3 separate regions of the Mus musculus genome follow, and regions 1 and 3 are each linked to region 2. A link is a contact called in public HiChIP or PLAC-seq and promoter capture Hi-C data. All regions are on one chromosome and are shown on one strand. The core of a region is the stretch at or near the end of the contact, and the rest is flanking DNA. Distances in the headings are between cores, read along the strand shown. Region 1 has its middle 46 kb from the start of Ly6f. Region 2 holds the start of Ly6l (lymphocyte antigen 6 complex, locus L). Region 3 holds the start of Ly6f (lymphocyte antigen 6 complex, locus F).

The links. Promoter capture Hi-C pulls out the DNA fragments that hold promoters and counts their contacts. HiChIP or PLAC-seq counts read pairs in DNA pulled down with a chosen protein or histone mark.
Region 1: a contact with region 2 is called in an H3K27ac HiChIP or PLAC-seq map of hepatocytes, with 5 times the contacts expected there. The contact joins the enhancer-like site here to the promoter of Ly6l in region 2. A contact is called at or near these places in 1 of 15 datasets of contacts at CTCF or cohesin (pro-B cells), 4 of 484 Hi-C or Micro-C datasets (embryonic stem cells, liver, nephron progenitors and 1 more), 1 of 115 datasets of contacts at active chromatin or transcription factors (hepatocytes) and 3 of 9 other capture datasets (adipose tissue, liver and pancreatic islet).
Region 3: a contact with region 2 is called in a promoter capture Hi-C map of liver, with 5 times the contacts expected there. The contact joins the promoter of Ly6f here to the promoter of Ly6l in region 2. A contact is called at or near these places in 1 of 39 promoter capture datasets (liver), 1 of 484 Hi-C or Micro-C datasets (tail fibroblasts) and 1 of 115 datasets of contacts at active chromatin or transcription factors (pancreatic cancer cells).

The regions. Positions count from the first base shown.
Region 1 is chr15:75,312,828-75,316,075 of GRCm38.p6, forward strand. It overlaps the pseudogene Gm3454. Among named protein-coding and RNA genes, the nearest start is that of Ly6f, 46 kb to the left of the region's middle. Within about 2 kb of position 1,769, at least 4 of the 459 cell types and tissues checked have an H3K27ac peak or open chromatin away from gene starts, as enhancers often do. A contact at or near this core is called in hepatocytes and liver, where this site is marked.
Region 2 is chr15:75,448,067-75,451,030 of GRCm38.p6, forward strand. Ly6l (lymphocyte antigen 6 complex, locus L) reads left to right here and starts at 1,386. Exons shown (of 3, transcript NM_001347049.1): 1 at 1,386-1,472; 2 at 1,569-1,685. The coding sequence starts at 1,391.
Region 3 is chr15:75,267,117-75,270,501 of GRCm38.p6, forward strand. It overlaps Ly6f (lymphocyte antigen 6 complex, locus F), which reads left to right and starts at 1,305. Exons shown (of 4, transcript NM_008530.2): 1 at 1,305-1,364; 2 at 1,586-1,683; 3 at 2,664-2,780. The coding sequence starts at 1,614.

The DNA of each region.
Region 1 (3,248 bases), core at 519-3,018, 130 kb before region 2:
GACTATGGATGCCAATGGGCAGCCCTGCTTTATGATCCACATCCCAGCACATACCTGGAACCCAACAGCCTCCACTTTGTAGTAGACCCACTTCAACCTCAGGAAAGTTCTTGGAGGGAGGGGAACCATGATCTGTAACAAGTACCCAGATTTGGGAAATAAAAAGGGGGGCTGGGGAAAGAGGGGGGAGAGAGGATAACACACTTCTGGCCAGAGTGGCCAGAAGTCTTCCCTATGCTCTGGGAAGGCAGATGGGGGAGGGCTGCCTGACACTTTCCACTCGGCCCCGGGTGGGCATCTAAGCCACTGAGCCCACTCAACAGGGGGTGGACAAGGGGCAGCCCCCAACCTGGGGCCCCAGGATGACAACTTGTAGCCCCGGGATTATGGGAGAGAGGGCTGTGGGCGAGAGGTTCCCACGCAGTCAGGAGTAAACACAGATGAACAGAGACAGTCTATGATTTTAGAGCTTCATCATAGAAAGGCAGGGGAAAGAGAGAAGGTTAAGAGAGAGATAGAGACCAGCCATGGCCAAGAGGAGAGAAAGGGGAAAGGAGAGAGAGCAGAAAGCTAGAGAATAAGAAGGAGTGAGAGGCGAGAGGAGAGTAAGAGCAAGAGAGCAAGAGGAGTGAGAGAGTGAGGAAGGGCATTTAAGCCCCTCTTAAAATATGTTGCTATCTTTTCTGTTGCTAGGTAACTGGGGAGGAGTTTAGCCTGAAGGTCAGAAGCTTGGGACATTGCCTCTGTGATTACTAACCATGCTTCTCCTGTAGGGGCTGAGGGGGCAGTAACCTCGACAGGAGCCAGGGTTCCAGGAGACATGAGAGAACTCCTCTGTCCCATGTAGGTGAATTATCACCACCGGGTCCCAGGGTTCAACATCTCAGCTCAACTGGAGACCAGAGTGTCTGTGTATAGCCCAATGCCTCACACACAGACTTGATCTTTTATCCCATGTTACCCTCACCCATCTTTATATAGATCACAGGGAACTTATCCATAATAACTTCTGCCTCCTGAGCTGTACAGAATCCATCAGGGTAGTGGCAGAGAAGTGATTTACAGGCAGTCTCAAGTGGGGCCTTCACACATTGGTAGCACTCTAGACCCTGAGCTGAGAAAGAAGAAAATATTGAGGGCTAGGGCATGTGCTTCCTAGACTAGACTCCTCTCCAATGTCTTTACTTTCACACAACTGCTGGTCGCTAGGACAGAGAAAGGACATTAATGCACAGTAAACTCCACTAAAAACAAGAGCCATGGTTGGTCAAATATGCTCCATACTACTGTCACAGCTAGCCAGCCCCACAGGAGAGACCTGCACCCCAAGAGGTATTAGAGAAATAGTCCCCATATTGAGAAGACATAGATACTAAATGTAGGCTGAAAAGTGAGTGGCTCTGTAAGTAGGTCCTGGGTCCATGAAAAAGGGAGGGATGTTCTGATCTATCCAACCTGCAGAGCTAGGACCTAGGAATTGGAGTATGACAGAGCACTGATATTCCCAGAGTCCATCAGAAGATGAGGTTCAACATGATGCTTCCCACAACACAGATGTAACTAGAGGTATAGGAGCATCAGAGAGCTCTGATCTCATAGTTTAGGGAAGTTCTAGCATCGGGGCCTCAAGTGGGATGGGATGGGCATAAGAAAAAGTCAAATGCCAAGAGTTAAGGATTCCAAACCCTTTGACTTGGCAACAGAGTCAGGAAAAGAAGGCTCTGCCAGTTTGAGCACCCAGGCCAGTGGCCTGATTAGGACAACATGTCATCAGGATCGTCTAAGGACAGGCTGTTCTGGTGGTCAGGGTTTGTGCCAGAGGTAGTGAGGTCCAAAAGTCCTGCTGGCATCTTTTGATTATTGCAAGGAAGGTGCTGGCAGGTTTACAGATCCAGTAAAGCACCCCAGCACAGGAGGCTTCACCCACCACAAGTCAATTCCCAATTCACTGACTCCAGCATATCTGTGGTAATGGGCACACAATGGAGGTGCAGGTGTACCCACAACCCTGAGGACCCTCTCCATCTCCATTGTACCCTCCTGCCACTCTCCCATTTTCCATCTCACCTCTTTCTGCACGCAGTAGGGTCACAAGGAGGATGAGCACAGAGGACTTTGTAGCATGAGAATTGTCCATCCTTGGAGAAGGGCTGCACAGATAAAACCTTGGAAGTTGCAACCAGTTAATAGACTCCCGATCACATCCCTGGGCTCTCACTCAGCTCAATCATCCAATCTTCCCTCCCTCCAACCCTCTACACAGCTTTCCCTGAGGAATTCATGTCTGCCTACTTCTCTCCTCCACCACCCACCCAGCTCTTCCTTCCTAATCTCACACTCCCAACCCCAGCCCTATTCTGAGGGCTCTTTCCTTTGTCACCTAGCAGCTCCCTCCTGACACCAGTCCTTGCTTCCTCTCAGGCCTGGCTGCAGGCACAGTGGCAAGGTGTGTCAGATGTGGACTGAAGTATTTTACCATTCCTCAGCTCCTTCTAGCTGGCATCCTGAAAAGAGAGATTTTTGGTTCTTACATTCTCCAGGTCAATATATTTCTTGTGTAAGACTTAGCCAGATTTGTATGGGAGTTGGGGGAGGGAGGACCTTGCAGTTAGGATTGGACCATTGTGCTGGAGAACTAAGAAGGCAGAAGGGCAGGTACCATGGTGGACTTGTGCTTGCCATTCAGAAAGCCAGGGAAGGAGGCAGCCTGCTAAGACTTTTCCTGGTTTGTGTTTTGTTTTCCTTCATGTTTTTGGTTTGTTTGTTTGTTTGTTTGTTTGAGAAAAATGTTTTCTCTGTAGCTTTGGCTGTCCTGGAACTTGCTCTGTACTCCAGTCAGGCTTAAACACATATCCAACAAACCCTGTGTTCCAGCTGCTGCTCCTGCCATCACCATCCTTTTCCTGTTTCTAAATAAAAGATATGGGTTGCAGTGGCTCAGAGCCCATGGCCCTCCTTACTATAAGCAGGCAAATGTCCCCAGTGCTGGGACTGCATGTCAGCACAACCACAACCCACTCAAGAATTTTATTCTTAAATTCAGGGTCTCTGTTATCGCTTGTATTCTGGTATAAGACACCATCACCAAATCTATGTCCATGGAGTTCTCCTGTTTTTTAACAACTGTAGTTTTGTAACTGAACACAGTGGGTTTCTCCCAAGAAACTGCTATTGTATGCCAGGAAAAGAGGAAGTGAGAGTCCCAAAGCTCATCTTTCTAAATAAGGCAGGAGTGTTAGGGAGACACT
Region 2 (2,964 bases), core at 136-2,635:
TTAGAAGAGCCTGTAGTAGATGTTTTTTGTGTGTCAACTTGACACCAGCTAGATTATCACAGAGAAAGAAGTCTCCCTTGAGGAAATGTCACCTCCATGAGATCCAGCTGTAAACTATTTTTTCAATTAGTGATCAAAAAGGGGGAGGGCCCATTGTGGGTGGGGCCATCCCTGAGCTGGTAGTCCTGGGTTCTGTAAGAAAGCAAGCTGAGCAACCCAGGGGAATCAAGCCAGTAAGTAACATCCCTCCATGGCCTTTGCATCAGCTCCTGCTTCCTGCCCTGCTTGAGTTCCAGTCCTGACTTCATTGGTGATGAACAGCAATGTGGAAATATAAGCTGAATAAACCCTTTCCTCCCAACTTGCTTCTTAATTATGATGTTTTATGGAGAAATATAAGCCCTGATTAAAACAGAGCCTTACAGTTTTACAGGGTTAGAGTCTATGACCATTATGGCTCAGAACATGGCAGCCAAGATGGTAAGGGTGGGGCTAGTACAGTAGCTGAGAGCTTATATTTGATCCACCAGCATGAGGCAGTGAATGCCAATTGGAAATGGTGTGGATTTTTGAAACTTTAAAGTCCACCTGCGGTGATAAACCTCCCCCAACAAAGCCACACCTAATAATCATTTCCAAACAGCTCCACTGAACTTGGGACCAATAGTCAAACCTGTGAGCTTATGACGTCCAATCTCATTCAAACCCCCACATTTATAAAATGGTAAAAAGAGGGAAGAGAGGGACAGTAAAGAGAAGGAAGGGACAGGGAATAAAGAATGAACAGACAGGCCTGGAAAAAGAAGTGGCCCTTTGTCCCACTATGGGGACTGTCTTCAAGGGGACAGTGTTGAAAGACAGAATGAGATGAGTCATGGATTGAACTGAGTTGCACCTCTAGATTAAGGCAGCATTTCCTGAGGTAAAATGGATTTAGGTAAGGTCTGTAAGGCCTGCAAAGGTGGTGGGTCCCAAAGTAGAGGACACACTAGGTGTCCTGATATCTCCAGAGGAGAAACTAACACACCAACACACCCTTCTCCCTCTGCCTCTCTCTCTCTCTCCCTCTGCCTCTCTCTCTCTCTCTCTCTCTCTCTCTCTCTCTCTCTCTCTCTCTCTCTCCCTCTCTCTCTCTCTCTCTCTCTCTCTCTCTTTCTCTCTCTCTCATACACACACACACACACACACACACACACACACACACACACACACACAAACACACACACAACCTTTGCTGTTCCTTCATCTGGAAACCTTTGGGGAAGGACTGCAGACTCCAGCCAGTGCTCCACCTCCTCCTCCAGGCACCACAGTCCTGGTGCACTGGGCTGTGGCAGGGCAAGGTACCAGGCTGTGCAGGATCCAGGCAGGACTAAGGCTCCCAAGAGACATGGCCCCGCTTCTCCTGGTGCTCTGGGCATCGCTGGTGTCTATGGAGCTCACCGGAGGCATGATGGTCAACGAGGTACCAGGTAAGGACTGGGCAGGGGTAGAGGGGGATGGGGCAGGGGTAGTGTGGGGGTGTTGGCCTGTTTTGCCTAACCACCTCTGCGTGTTCTTGTTCATAGCCCAAAACCTGAGCTGCTTCGAGTGCTTCAAGGTTCTCCAGGCCAGCAAGTGTCACCCCATAGAGTGTCGGCCCAACGAAAAAGTCTGCGTGAGCAACGAGGTTCTCCTTTACACGAGTGAGTCTGTTCTCTAGCCTGGATGTCTCCAGAACCACTGGCAAGGCTGGGTCACACCTGCAGGCTCAGCAAGTCTTCTAGGTGCTGGACAATACAGGAAGGTGTGGTCAGAATTGTGACCTCTCCTTTTTCTCTTCCAATTGCCATATCTGTTCCTATGTCACTGCTTCTAGAACTCTCCCCAGGACAAAAGCTCTGATGAGACATTGAATTCCCAAGTGAGGCAGCCAGTCAGGGACAAGTTTTACAAGGCCACCCACTCACATGGGGCATCACGTGCTGTTACAGAGGCAGTGGGACCTTAGTTACGGTCAGCCTTAGGATAATGGGAACAAAGCCAATATTCCTTGTCCCAACTCCACAGAAAGGAGAAAATATGAAAATGTCCAGACCTGTTGTGAGCACACACATGGTGGTAGTAGTTGTTTTGATCTAGCTTTAGTTCCCTGGGATGCTGCAGACACCTCAGAACTACCTCCTCCCTGAGTTAAACATCCTGAGCCTTGTTGCAGACTAATACTTAAATTTTGGGCATCTCCTGTTTCCTCAAGCCTATTCCTGAGAATAATGCCTTCCTGGCCTAAGACAAGCCCCAGAAGGAGTGGTACAGCATGATCCTCAGGCAGAGAGGCCTGACAGACTGTCCTTTGTAGTAATATGCGCAACACTGAATCCTGCCTCTGGTTGCTTCTTACTGAAGTTTTTCCTCCTGTATAGCTATGGCACTTTGAAGCCACATTTCCCAAGTGGAATTTTCCCAAAGAGAGTAGTAGGTTTCCCATGGTGAGGCCCCTGTTCTCATCAGGGGCAGTCCTGACCCTAGGGTCTCTTTTACTTATCACAGAAAAGGGATTAGTTTTAATAGAAGATTTGGAGGCTAGGGGACTTTGTGCAACTTTCTCCAGTTTTCTTCCAGCCTTTCACCTTTGCCCCCCACACACATACCCAGCTTTATGTTCAGTTTATCTGGAGCTGGAAGGTAACAACTGGCAGCTCTGTGCAGGGAGTAGACTCTCAGGACTCCTTTGGGTGTTAAGTGTTCTGGGAAGATCTGATGCACTCATGAAGGGAGGAATGTCCTGGACTTTCAAGGAGGCCACGGGCTCTGTTAGAACATGCTTAGCCATCCCGAGTTCTGTGCCACCAAGCAATGTACTTTTTGGCAACCAGCCTCTTCTACTTTTGCCCTTGACCACCCTGGGAGAGAGGGGCTGCTGGGGAGATCTCTAAGCTCCTTGACATATCCCAGGTTTGTGGTGACACTGAGTAGCAGGGCCCC
Region 3 (3,385 bases), core at 55-2,554, 180 kb before region 2:
TGAGCCTCTGGCTTCCTTCCCTTTGCAGCCTTGCCTGCTTAAGTGGATGTGCTCACCTTCACTGATGCTGTGGTCCATTTTCTGACTCATTGTCCTCTGAGCATACCTGTTCATTTACTGTGGCATCATCTCAGGATGATTTCCAGCTCAGGTCTCATTCGGTGCCTAGCCTTCCTACTCTAACCTGTATCAGTGCCTTGTAGACACTTACATGGGCTACTTACTGTGCTCTCAGCTCCACTAGGTTAGGAAACTCAGACTCTGGCTTGCTGTGGAGGCCCTGCTGCTCATCCCAAGGCTGGGCCACAGATGCCATCAATATTTGGCTAATTAGTAAGGTTTGAGTTATTACAATACCATGCCACATGGTAGTGACATAAAGGCCAAGGAAACTTATGTCCTTTTTGGGACACATTGGACTAGGACCTCATAGGTGAGGAGACAGGGCACATACAAACTGGAGGAGGAAGAAATAGCATGTGGCTTCTTCATGGTGGCTTCTGGGCAGCAGGGACACTGGGGTCATCCACCCTCTGCAAAAAAAAGCCTTGTGCCATGAAAAGAACTGCCTTGACTCTAGCTACCAGATGCTAATAGCACCTGCAGCCCCTTATATCACCCAAACATATCAGACACTGCTTAGTAACTTCCATCCCAGTTGTCAGTAAATTCTTTGCTCAGGACTTGCACTTTTTGAATATAAGACCCTGTAGAGCCAGTCGCCAGGTATTTGTCAGTTGTTTGCCTGCTTATAAAAAGGAGGGCCCTGGGCTCTGAGCCACTGCAACTCATACCCTCTAATTTGAAACAAGAAAAAGTCTGGTGGTGGTGGCAAAAAACACAAGCTACAGCACTTGCCTTTGAAAGTATTGGTTGTAGCCAGCCTGGTATACAGAGCAAGTCCCCCGGACAGCCAAAGTTACACAGAGCAAATATGCCTCGAAAAACAAAAACAAAAACAAAAGATGAAGGGAAACAAACAAACAAAAAAACTAGGAAAAGGCTGAGCAAGTTGCCTCTTTCCTTTGCTTTCTGAGGGCAAGCACAAGCCAACTGTGGCCCCTCCATCTCTGCTCTCTTATTCCTACAGCACCATTGTCTCTCCCCAACTGAGTGGTCCTCCCTCCTCAACAGCTATAAATCTTGCTGACCAGATCACCAACAAACCTTGCTAAATCTTAACCAATAAACATGTTGGCCTGGAGGAAGTAAGTATAGAAACCCCTCCCTCTTCAGGATGTCAGCTGGGAGGAGCTAAAGGAAATTAAAGTACTTACTTCAGTGCACATCTGACAGATCTTACCACTGTGCCTGCAACCTGGTCAGAGAGGAAGTAAGGACTGGTGTCAGGAGGGAGCTGCTAGGTGACAAAGGGAAGAGCCCTCAGGATAGGGCTGGGGTTGGGAGTGTGAGATTAGGAAGGAAAAGCTGGGTGGGTGGTGGATGAGAGAAATAGGCAGACATGTATTCCTTGGGGAAAGCTGGGGGGGGGGGGAGTGTTGGAGGGTGGGAAGAGTGGATGCTTGAGCCCTGTGAGAGCCCAGGGATGTGAATGATGATCTAATAACTGGCTTCAACTTCCAAGGTTTGATCTGTGCAGCCCTTCTCCAAGGATGGACAGTTGTCACACTACAAAGTCCTGTGTACTCATCCTTCTTGTGGTCCTATTGTGTGCAGAAAGAGGTGAGGTGGAAAATGAGAGATGGCCAGGAGGGTAAAATGGAGATGGCAAACTGCCTCAGGGTTGTGGTTACACCTGCACCTCCATTGTGTGCTCAGTGCCCAAGGTGTGCTGGTGTCAGGGGATTGGGAATCGGCTTGTGATGGGTGAAGCCTCATGTGTTGTGTGCTTTACTGGGTCTGTAACCCTGCCAGCGCCTGCCTTGCAACCATCACTACATACCAGAAAGACGTTTCAATGTTACTACCTGTGCCACAAACCCTGACCACCAGAGCAGCCTGTCCTTTAGACTCTAACCCTGCTGCCCTGGTCTACCAAGCAGGCCTCTGGCCTGGGTGCACACAAACTGGTAGAGGCTTCTTTTTCTGGCCTGAAGGCCAAGCCAAGGGTTTGGAATCCTCAAATCTTGGCATTTTACTTTTCCTTATGCCCAGCACATGCCACACGAGGCCCAAATGCTAGAACATCTCTATTCTAAGAAGTCTGAGCTTTCAGATACCCCTATACTTCTAGTTACATGTGTATTGCAGGAAACCTCATGGTGAGTCTGACCTTTGAGCTGGACTCTGGGACATTCAGTGCTTTGTCATGCTTCAATATACAGGGGCCAGCTCTGCAGGTGTAGGGTGGGACAGGTCAGAAAAGCCTTCCCTATCTGATGGCCCCACTACCTATTACACACCCACTCATTTCTTGAGCAGACATTTTGTATCTTTGTTTTCCCAATATGGTGATTGCCCCTCTAATTCCCCTTGGGGTGCAGGTCTCTGCTGTGGGTTTGGCTAGCTGAGGCAGCAGGGCCGAGCATACTTGAACAATGGAGGGTCATGGTTCACTTTTGCTTTTGGCAGAGGTGACTGGGCAGTAATATCCTTGCTCTGTCCTAGCACCCAGCAGCTGTGTGGAAGTAAAGACATTGGAGAGAAGGGTTCTGTTCTAGGAAGGGCATGAACTAGCCCTCATATATTGGCTTTTTTCTCAGCTCAGGGGCTGGAGTGCTATAACTGCCTGGGAGTTTCACTTGGAATTGCCTGCAAATCAATTACCTGCCCCTACCCTGATGCAGTCTGCATTTCTCAGCAGGTAGAACTTATTGTGGGTAAGTTCCCTGTGGCCTCCATAAAGATGGCTGAGGGTAGCTTGGAAGAAAACATCAGATCTGGGCACTTGTTAAGGACCATGGTTCTCCTCCCTTGAAACAGAGCTTTCTTGGGTTTGGAGTGGGATTCCTTCAAAGTGGGGGCTGTTGGGGTCCAGGGATATGCTGGGATGTGGATCATAAAGCAAGGCTGCCTACTGGCATGCACAGTGTTCATCTTCCTCCTCTGTCGCCAGTGCACTCAAGTGATGTTCCTACTCATGTGTTTCATCTAGGGTCTCACTGGCTCACTGACAGACCAGGAGAGCTGGAAACATCTAATGAGCCTTTGCATATAATGAAGGAATCTGGAGTTTAGGCTAAAGGAATGACTTAGGAATTTCAGTAGAAAGAGACCTTAGGACATATCAAATCCTGCAAAGTTGCACATTCCAGGCATATCCTCAGATAGACAAGGCAGGAGCAGCCCCACCCTGCTATCCAGTTTCCTGCTCTGACCACATCCTGCCTGTCTCCTGGAGCAGGACTCCTAGATATAACTGCCTGGGGAACTGCAAGAGTCTGAGAGGCTGGTTGCCCTTTCTGCTGTGCCACTGGGTGATCAT